Linked DNA regions of Arachis hypogaea: region 1 is linked to region 2. The links are chromatin contacts, called in public Hi-C maps. All regions are on one chromosome and are shown on one strand. The core of a region is the stretch at or near the end of the contact, and the rest is flanking DNA. Distances in the headings are between cores, read along the strand shown.

Region 1 (5,664 bases), core at 907-3,406, 54 kb after region 2:
GAAAGGAAGAAGACCAATCCATAAGTGGTGTTTCAATGTTCTCTGATCGACTTAGTTTGGAATCTAACCCGAATCCAGGCCAAACGCGTGGAGAAAAAAAAGCTAGAAAAGAACCCTAGATTGTTTCATTTATGCATTTCTCTCCTTCAGGGACTTAGCCTCCCTCCCTAGAAGTAGAGATGATTCTGAATCTCTAGTTTTCTCAAACAATGAGACTTTAGTATCTCAATTAATTTCTCTATTCTTTTCTCCTTTTGTCGTTGCTAGAGCTAATTGTCTTGGCTGAGATAGGACCTGCAACGGTACTTTTAGCCTCTTCTTTACTACTTTATTCTAGTCGTGTCTATACTAGTGAACATCACGTGAACATTAGTTTAGAAAGACACATAGCTTGAATTTGCTCTGAGCCTCTAATTTGAGTGCTTTATGCCTTTACCTGAATTCTTTTATTTTAAAACGTTTCAATTAGTGAATTTGTTAACGTGTGAATTGAGCGTGCAACTCCTTTCTTTTTATGAATATATATGCTTTATTGTAATATTCTGAATCTGATTTTATGTTTGAATTATGGGTAAAGTACTAAATTGGTCCCCTATGTTTGGGCGTAATTCTGTTTTGATCCTTAAAGTTTAAAGTGTCCTATTTGAATCCAAAAATGTTTTATTTAGCATCAATTTAGTCCCACATTGAAGTCAAAGTTAAATAATTAACGAAATGTCCTACATAACAACAGTACAAGAACAAAATCGATAATCTGGAGAACATGTACAAACTCTAGAGGCACAAAATCAACCGTTGATGCATCAATATATTTATTTATTATTTTTCTTATAATATAAATAAAATATTTTCTATAGAATTAAAGAGAATGATAAATAAATGTATTGATGCATCAACGGTTGATTTTGTGCCTCTGGAGCTTGTACTTGTTCTCCAGATTATCGATTTTGTTCTTGTACTGTTGTTATGTAGAATATTCTGTTAATTGTTTAAGTTTGACCTCACTATGGGACTAAATTGATGCTAAATGAAACTTTTTTGGATTCAAATAGGACACTTTAAACCTTAAGGACTAAAATAGAATTACGCCCAAACATAGAGACCAATTTAATATTTTACCCTTAAATTATTAAATAAATATGTTTTTAAGTGATTTAATGAATCTGTTCTAATTAGTGTTATGCTTAACTATGTGTGATTTTGTTTAGAGACTTGTTTATGAAACTAATTTTACATTATATTTTTTATATTTTTTATTTTTTATGATTTATAAAATATATTTACATTCTGTCTAATAATTTTATAAATTACGATTTTACATTAATCTTTCATGTCAAGATAGAAACTACAATTTTACTATCTTGCATATAATTACTAAGTGTGTATAAATAATTATATTACATACTATAAAATATTTTTAATTATATTTAAAAAATTCAGATAGTTAGTATTTATTGATAATTTATGTTATTGTTATATTTCAACAAATATATTTTAATTAAAAATTTTAAAATATAATGAGTAACAGCTGTTTTATCAAAATTAAAAAGACACCACCAAGATGGGTCCAGCTTGATGTTCCAACCAATCTTGTTTGTCATGGCCCAATAATGCTTACCCTAGTTACTCTTTAGTTACAAGACTAACGAAGTATCTGTCCCAAAAAAAAAAAAAAAAAGACTAACGAAGTAAAGGTATTTGTTGTCTCTACCAAACCATCTTATGATCTAAACAATTATCAATTAGTTGCTGCAGGTATAAAATAAGAGTCGAATTTCTGATATTTATTCAACTAGACGAATGAGTTAGATATTTGGCCAATTTAAGTCGGTATGTCCTTATGAGTATTTTATCCTACCCATTTTTTGATATAATATATTTTTTTTGTTCATGGTATTTTTCAGTCCGATAGACTAAGGTATTTAGCATGGATCTGAGCTTCACTTAAAGGTCTGTCACTAGTTAGTGGGTTGCTGCATGCACAAGGCGAAATTCAAATTCCAAATACTTATTTAAATGGATGAATGAGCTTATCACTTGACCAATCAAGTTGGTTTTTTGGTATAATATTATTTTTTTGGTATAATATTTTAGAACCTCCCATTTAAGCAGGCCCAATGTTTGGTTCCATGTAGATTTGGGCTTCCATATCCAACAAGTGCATCCGAGTTGTTTTGTTTTGTACAATTTTGATTTGACCCAATGCCACACATAAAGTTTGGGTCAAACCACAAAAGAGTTATTAATTATAAACTTTGGTTGTTGAAGGCCCAAATATAAATAAACCCTTAGGCCACACCCAAAAAAAAAAAATAGAGGTAGTTGTATTTTGAAATAGCAAAATAGATCATTTTGAAGAGGGAGATTCGTGGCTGAGGCATGTGATATAATAGCAAAGCTGTTTTCCTCAAACAAAACCCCACCGGATTTGAGTCCTAGCGTAGTTGCTAAGTTAGTGTGTGTGAGTGGTAGGGGTGTGCATGGTTCGGTCCGGTTTGAAGATTTGGTCTGGTTTCGAACACTTTAGAAGCTAATTTGGTGTGATTTTACTGGGTCAAAGACTGGGTAAAGGTCTCAAAAATCGACCCGGTCATTATTTCGGGTCGAGTTTGGGCCATGACTCGGGTCTCCCGAACTCAGCCCGTGGCCCGGTTATCATATACAATTAATATTTTTTCTGTTATTAGTGATGGATGATAGCTATTCTTATGTGAAATTTAAGTACTGTAAACCTTAATATTTTGTTTTATTAGTTATTATAAGATTATAAGTTAATGTTTTATGTTTAAAATGCATAAGATTTTAGACAAATGCATAATATTGTGTTATTTGTATTGATTTAAATATTAGGTGTTATTAGACAATATTAGTATTGATTATGGATATGCTTTAATTTTAGAGAATAGTTGGTTCTTGTTATATTTTTCTAAATGAATTTTACTATGTTAAATAATGGTTGGAGTCTTGAAAATTTAGATATTTTCACATGCTAGCTTATAAGAAAGTATCAAGACAATGTAATGTTAATGGCTCGGTTTTCACTCAATTTTTATCTGGTATAATCGTGGCCCGAAAATATATAGGTTTCATTGGGTCTAAAGTCGGGTTCGGATCTAATAAATATGTCCGGTGTATATTTCGAATCGAATTTGGGTCATATCAAACCTGATTTTATCCGATTCATGCACATCCCTAATGAGTGGAATGTGTTAGACCAAAAAATAAATAAAAAAGAGAGAGATTCTATGATGTGAATAGGCTTTAAAAAAAGCGAAGCAAGTAACCACTGCAGCCATGTGGAGTGGCTGTTAAGCTACTACTAAGGTTTTTCTTTTTCTTTTTTTATTTTTAACTTTTTATGATGAGAAGTGGACACAACAACTAATTTCTCAAACCAAATGAAAATTAAAAATGATTTTTATTGTTTACACTATTATATAATGAATCATCTAACCATAAATAAATTTTTTTACTTAATGGATGTAAATTCAAATCACTTTTAAACAATCAGAATTATATTTAAAGTATTTAAATATATTATGCAGTCCATTAGAAAATTTATTTTCTATTCACATTTATAATATATTATATTTTCAGTCTTCTATTTTTAATGTGATTTTTAGGAACTTTTTAATTTTTTTAAGAGCATCTCCAATAAAATATTTTTGAAATATTATTTTTGATATTTTAAAAAAATTAATTAATTTAGGATTAAAATTTGTATTGGAGTTGATTGATAAAATAAAATTGGTATTACTTTAGAAATATGATTTTTTCTTAATGAAAAATCAATAAAATTTTACCACTTATATAATTATATTGATAAAATTATTAAAAATAATCTAAAATTCTAACTAAGATTAAGTATTAAAAGAACAAATTTTACTTTTAATTTTAAATTATTATCTGTTACATATGTGGAAATTATTTTTTTTATGGAAGTTACGGTGCTGTATTGGCCAAATATTGAGAATGTAGGTGTATTGCCGAATGGTGGGATTCAGTTTCAACACGGTAGGGGCGTGTTGACAGTGCCTTAGAGGCGTGTCAGGCAATGGAAACACGCATGTGGGCGTGGTGAGGTGGGTTGGAGGGATGTGTGGCACAGCCCTGCCAACACGCAGGGGCGTGTTGCCTCTGAATCTTGGCAGGCCAGCAGAGTCTTTGCTCCTTTCCGAGGAGTCTGGAGCAACACGGGGGGGCGTGTTGCAGGTGGTCTGCATGCAGGGGACAGCCCCCCACTTCGGTAATTAGCAACGTTCAAAGTCCCTCTATAAATTGAACTTCTGGAACCATTTCTCATGCATGAATGCTTCATATGTTTACTGTGAGAGGAGAAGTTGAGAGAGTGAAGAGATAAGTGTAAGAATTAAGTTTTTTTGTGTGTTGTTGTTGAATGCTTCACAATTTGATTGTGAGAGAAGAAGTTGAGAGGCTGAAGAAGAGTCTATTAAAAGATATGTTAGATGCCAGATTTTTTGTTTGTTGGGTTCAACCCTATTCACGGATATGTCAACCGCATATGCCCATGCGAAGTATCTACCCTTACTTTGCGATTTCGAGCGGATCCATACTTATAGTTGGGGGTCAACATGTCTCACGCATCTTTATAGAGCACTATATCGTGCATCACGGTATGATACTAAGGAGATGGATGACCCTCTTAATTTGTTGTTTGTTTGGGCATGGGAGTGACTGTCGTGTATTGCGTCCGTACCCAGACAGTCCCTTCCACCAGCTGAGATACCAGTTGCCATGAGATAACAATTCCTATTTTAGTCCTGCATTATATTGAGAATACATATTTGATTGACGGAATATGTTTTTTAATTTTTTCGATGAATTGTGTTCCAGGTGGAATCATTCGTATCGGAGCAAAGCTTAGTTATCGAAGATCGTAGAGGTATTTAGGCAGGAGATAGATAACATGGACGAGGTAAATATTTAAGGGTCATGTGATTATCGTATCCAAACATTAATATTCTAATATTATCTGGCAGTTTGTGTGGCAGCCATACGAAGAGTTGATCATACATGATGAGTTACATAGACACCTTGAGGTGTGTGACATCGTTGTTCCGTTATTGTCATTCGAGTGTGTCGAATGGCACTCTGCGAATCGAGTGATGCGTCAGTTTGGCTATGCACAGTCTCCCCCCCCCCCGGCGGTAGCAAGAGAAATTTCACTGAGAGAGCATTGCATCACTCTTCGCGGAGTGCAGCTCTATGATTAGACAGTTTTACATGGGAGATGGATAGAAGAATAGGACAACCGCCGTAACACTCGGTTGCGGGATCTACACCCCGTCGGTGGAGTACCGGAATTGGTACGTGGGGAAACAGATCCTCTCCAGTGGAGAAAAAAATTGACCCTGTCCAGTGGAAGATCTCAACCCCTAATAAAATCAACGGTCTTAATTACAACTATAATTATGACTATCACTTTCTTTTTCTAGTATTCTCACGTTCCAGCTTCTTTTATTTTTATTATCTTTCCCGCGCTTATTTTCTCTTCACCATCTTCTCTGAAAAATTAAACTTTTGAACTTTTATTATATTCTTCTTTTCAAGAAGTTGATGTCTTGTGATGCTAATAGAAGGCCATTACAAACTCATTTTAACGATAGCGATTCTTCTCCTTCGACATTGAGGTTTTGTACTTTC
Region 2 (5,861 bases), core at 2,801-5,300:
GATCCATGGTTCAAGCAGAGATTCTCCTCTTCATCCGAGGAGGAAAAAGCCGCAGCCATCAAGCACAAGCCAGTGCCGTCTTATATGAAGCGTGCCGGTTTTGTTCCTCGCAAGGTGGAGGATTTTGGAGATGGTGGTGCCTTTCCTGAGATCCATGTTGCTCAGTACCCACTTGACATGGGAAGGAATAAGTCCTCAAAACCAGGTTCAAAGATCCTTCCGGTGACAGTTGATGCTCATGGGAATGTTGCATATGATGCAATAGTGAAGCAGAATGAGAATGCTAAGAAGATTGTGTACACACAACAGAAGGATCTGATACCAAAGATTTTGAAGAACGATGAGGACAGTGACATGGAAGATGATGAGGATGAGCAAAATGAGATTGAGGAGACAACTCAGGAGACTAAGGCTGCACTTGAGAAGATAGTTAATGTGAGATTGAGTGCAGCACAGCCAAAAAATGTTCCCAAGCAGTCATCTGATACAAAGTATATTAAGTATAAGCCTTCACAGCAGAATGCGGCTTTCAATTCTGGGGCGAAAGAGAGGGTTATTAGGATGGTTGAGATGCCAGTTGATCCACTTGAGCCTCCAAAGTTCAAGCATAAGCGTGTCCCCAAGGCATCCGGCTCCCCTCCAGTGCCTGTGATGCATTCGCCTCCGAGGCCAGTTACTGTGAAAGACCAGCAGGATTGGAAGATACCTCCTTGTATTTCTAATTGGAAGAATCCAAAAGGTTATACTATCCCTCTTGACAAGCGTCTTGCAGCTGATGGGAGAGGTCTTCAGGATGTTCAGATTAATGATAATTTTGCAAAGCTTTCAGAGGCATTATATGTTGCAGAGCAGAAGGCTAGAGAAGCAGTTGCAATGAGGTCCAAGGTTCAGAAGGAGATGCTTCTAAAGGAGAAGGAAAGGAAAGAACAGGAGCTGAGGGCTTTGGCCCAGAAAGCACGTTCAGAGAGAACTGGTGTAGCCCCTCCAGCTGCCATTCCTGTTCCATCTGAGAGGAGCGCCATGGATGATGCTGACATGGCAGATGATTATGAGCAACCACGTGAACGCGAAAGAGGTGAAAGGGAGAAGAACTATCCAAAGGAGTCAAGGGAGGAAAGGGAGGAGCGGCTGCATAGGGAAAAAATCCGTGAGGAACGGCGAAGAGAAAGGGAAAGGGAGAGACGATTAGAGGCTAAGGATGCTGCTATGGGAAAGAAAAGCAAGATCACAAGAGACAGGGATCGTGATATAAGTGAGAAAGTTGCTCTTGGTATGGCTTCTACCAAGGCGGGTACTGAGGTCATGTATGATGAGAGGCTATTCAACCAGGAAAAAGGAATATCATCTGGATTTGCCACTGATGATCAGTACAATGTTTATGACCAAGGCTTGTTCACTGCACAGCCAACACTCTCAACCCTCTATAGGCCAAAGAAGGATGTTGATAATGAGACTTATGGCGGTGCAGATGAGCAGTTAGAGAAGATTAGGAAGACGGATCGATTCAAGCCTGATAGAGGATTTGCGGGGACTTCTGAAAGGTCTGGACCCAGGGACAGGCCTCTTGAATTTGAGAATCAAGATGAAGCTGATCCATTTGGTCTGGATCAGTTCTTGACAGACGTCAAGAGTGGTAAGAAAGCAATGGAAAATGTTGGTAGTGGAGGAACAATGAGAGCAAGTGCCGGATCTTCAATGCGGGATGGTTATGAGGGAGGTTCTGGTAGGACTCGCATTGGATTCGAAAGAGGCCACTAAGTAGATTATTATCAAATGATGTCAATTTCTGATGGCTGGTCAGTTCACTCCTACATATTCCAACTGGTGGTTTAGGTTGTGTTTGAACTTGGAATTTTCTAAAATGTCTCTGTACTCTGGTTCTAAAATGTTTATGGCTTTTGATTGAGTTATATGTCAAATGAAATCATGAATTGGAATGTTTTAAAGTAGATATTTGCCTATTGATGGTAAGTAGTCTCTTAAAAATCTGGACTCCTTGATGTTGAATCGAAATATTTGCTACGGTTTCATAATATATAGATATACCCAGATGAAAGATGTTGATTTCAGTTCTTATATCCTTTCTATTTCAATTTCATACATTTCACTTGAATATTCATTTCAGAATAACAAATTTCTTTGAAGTTCAAATATTTTGTGTGTTCTCCTAGTTTTAGGTATCTTATTGAGTGTCATACACTGATGACAGACACAGCAAGTTTGCTGCAATAGTCTGGTTTTTTGCCAAACAAACAATAATAATGGTAGTAAAATCTTCCTGATTTTTTCTTTTGCTGGATTAATGTTCAATTTTGTTCTCCATCGTCACATGAATTAAGTTTTGAGTGCATCGTTTTATGAATCAGTCAAACTTGATAATGATTAAAATATCATCCATGTAACTATATCGTAACTAAATTGGATCTTAATCTTGATTGATTTTGGATTTCCTTTTTTTTATTTTATTTTTTTATCCCAAAAGTTTAAAACAATACTTCGTCATATATGAAATGGGTTTTCAGACCCATTGATGCCTACTCCATTTCATCTAAAAGACCAAATTGGTGAGACAAATCTTTATTGAAATCCCATATATCTTGATGTCTAACATCACCAAATTGTATCAGTAATTCACGATGAAATTTGTTTATGACATATTCAATTGTCGTTATTATTTTTATGTTCAAGCAGCCAAAAGTGTTCTTATATACCCACTATTTCCGAAGTCTTGCATACGGGGGATAATTTTGGTTTTTGGATAGACAGTTTAAAAGGACGTTTCACATTACTAAGTGTATTCAACATTAATTATTATTATTAGCATTACTCAATATTTTAATTCAATCATGTTGCATGCATATAAAGAATTATTACTCATATAAATTAAATATTAGAAAATAGAATACACATTAAAAATATATAAAGTAATACACACAAATACAAATACAAATACATGGTGGTTGGTTTTAGTATGTATATACTATATAGTATAGTATTTTCCATTACTATTTTTACCAAGGAATTATGTGCTCAATTTTAAGGTTTATGTCAATTTTCTATATTTTTTTTTCTTAAAAATTAGAGAAAATAAAAGACACAAATAATCTGTTTCACTTCCAACTATCAAAGCATCAAACATAGTGGAAGTGTTTATTGGAATCTCAACCTTTGGACTCCTTCAAATTGATGGATAAAAAAGAATGAGAGTTTCCAGTGAAGTAGCACCTTATACCCAGAGATGAGCACCATATGAAATTCAGAACAAATAGCTATTTTATTGTTGCAACTTTTCAAACAAACAGCATAAATTCCAAATCATTCATGTTCAACTAATTACTACTAGTACTTATTCATAACAAAGTTATACACTAGAACACACAAAGGATACATCAACTGAAGAAGTAGTAGTAGCTTTATTGCATTTCTTGGTAGCCACTCACATGATTACTTCAAGTTTTAACTGCTTCTTGCATGGTCTCCAAAGCTCCCTGAATCCTCTGAGCCATCACCTGCAAACCCGAACCAATGAAAAGATCGAGATCTTCCGGCCGCCACCCTTGGACAGGTTCAACTTCATATAGCCACTCAATCTCGCAGCCCTGATCTTCCTTAGGTGTCACCTTCAAGGTCGAAATGTAGGAGCAGAATCCAACATTTCCATCTATGATTGAGTAGCTAAATGTATGCAATGTTGGGTCAATGGACAAAAGCTTCTGCTTAGTCCAATTTATAGTTTGTTTGCCTTGTTCATCCACAGGGGTCTTGAATCCGGCACAGAAGCGCACGCAGCCGGGTCGGCCGGAGATGCCTTCGACAGCAAGGCATGTAGAGAGAGTAGGGAACCACTTGTCAAGGCCAAAGAAATCTTCCAAGAGAGGCCATACTTGCTCTACTTTGAATCCTAGTACTTCTGTTTTGGCCTTGCCCTTCCATTTTTCAACTTGTTGATTTGAAGCTTCCATCATATTACAAATTCCACACAAAACACAAGTATGATAAGCTCTGTATTTATAATCTCATGATAGTGGCCTAATTACATAACATGTATCAGAATCCATCAATTTTTTCTCCTTTTTTTTAAGAGAAACTCTTGAGGATAGCAATTTTTAATATTTTGTGTCATTATTTGGCCAGCACAAGCACAAAATTATTTTTAACAAATAAATTTTATTAGTTTATGTGTATAAATTCTGAAAAGTATATGTATAACTATAAACTATATTGATTCATATATGCAAAATTTTGATAAATATAGATACAAATTATATGTTTTTTGTGTGTAAAACGTGTAAAAATGAGCGCAAATTATTATGGGTCAAACATAATAATATTTGCTGGTCATGTAGATTTTTTTTTAAATAATAAGAAAAAGAGATATATGGATAAACAAAGGTTAGTTTTCGCGCTCATTTTTTTGGATATGCAAATTCTGTATGTGTTGTGCATGGGTATGGAGGTGGGTGGTGCTAGACATGAATGTGGGATAATTTTTTTTGAACCATAAAGTGTTGTCCGATTTCTTCGTTAAAAAAATTATGAACACAAATCGGATGGAAGGGAAAATCGAAGGATCCGATTTGTACTTTTAAATTTTTTTTATTTTAAAAACAAAAATCGGATGGTCCGATTTCAATATTAAATATTTTTTTAATTGTTTAAAATACAAATCGGACGGTCCAATTTGTGTAATGCAATTTTTTTAAATTTTTTAAACACAAATCGGAGGGTCCGATTTGTTCTTGACACCACAACTGCGTAAAGCACCCATACACTCCATAACTATGTCCTACACCATTCCTCTTTCTATATCTAAATTAAAAAGTGTAGTTTTCGAACTAATCCTTAAAAGATCATTAGGAATCAATTTGATCATTAAAAAATTCAACACCTTAATTGGATTCTTAAAAAATATTAACATAAGAGAAATTAATTTTTCTAACTTGTTATGGTTAAGTACCATATGACATATTAAGAAAGTGATACACGACATATTTTTATCTCACATATTAGTGTGACGTATCAACAAGAAGTTAATGAAATGACCTACTTAACTCATATCATATATTTTTCAGGAATCAAATTGAGACATTAAACATTTAAAGTGACCAAATTGACTTATAAAAGATGTTTCAAAAACCATTTCAAAAATTAACCCTTATAAATAATTAATTTTAATTGGCATGTCTAAACTTTATCCTATTTTTTTTTTGGACAGGAACTTCATCCTAATTTAATTATAATGCTTGACATTGTGAGAGTATTTTGAATTACAGAAGATTTTTTATTAGGCCTAATTTTTTTAGTCACTTATTCGGCCTATCATTAATAAACTAAGAAATGTGTGTATCGTGTATACATTTTTTATAAGAAAATATTAACATGCATTTTTCTTTTTGGTTTTTAGAAAGAATGATAAAAATGAATATAATTAGATAAAATGATCTGAATTTTATCTAATATACTGAAGATTATATAAGTTGTCTTTTTTAATTTTGATATGATTATGGAAGATTTGTTTTTACAGAAAATGGTAAAAAAATGTGAGTTACGTGGATATATTCTGTCTGAAATTCGCTTTTAACATATTCCTTTTTTTACAATTCGTCTCTGACAAATTTCATTTATAAATATTTTTTCTAGAAAAAAATTCACTCACAGTGAATTTATTTTCCATTTTTTTTAAATTACAATTCATTTCAGACAAATTCATTTTTTAAAAGTTTTAGAAAAATACAATTCAGCATAACAAATTGTTTTTCTAAATTAAAAAAAATACAATTCGGCCTAACAAATTTACTTTTTAAAAATTAATAAAAAAATTTTATAATTCGCCTCCAACATCTTCTTAATTCCCATATTAG

Evidence for each region. A called contact is a pair of places that touch in the nucleus more often than the background predicts.
Region 1: a contact with region 2 is called in a Hi-C map of leaf, with 2.8 times the contacts expected there. The contact joins the enhancer-like site here to the promoter of LOC112751253 in region 2. A contact is called at or near these places in 2 of 8 Hi-C or Micro-C datasets (leaf and an unstated tissue).

Annotation. Positions count from the first base shown.
Region 1 is chr15:149,489,430-149,495,093 of arahy.Tifrunner.gnm2.J5K5, forward strand. No RefSeq gene overlaps it. Among protein-coding and RNA genes, the nearest start is that of LOC140179414, 10 kb to the right of the region's middle. Within about 2 kb of position 2,157, at least 3 of the 3 cell types and tissues checked have open chromatin away from gene starts, as enhancers often do.
Region 2 is chr15:149,433,953-149,439,813 of arahy.Tifrunner.gnm2.J5K5, forward strand. It overlaps LOC112751253 (lachrymatory-factor synthase), which reads right to left and starts at 4,051. Exons shown (of 1, transcript XM_025800331.3): 1 at 3,256-4,051. The coding sequence starts at 3,965. The coding sequence ends at 3,450. LOC112751252 (SNW/SKI-interacting protein A) reads left to right here. Exons shown (of 3, transcript XM_025800330.3): 3 at 1-2,076. The coding sequence ends at 1,758.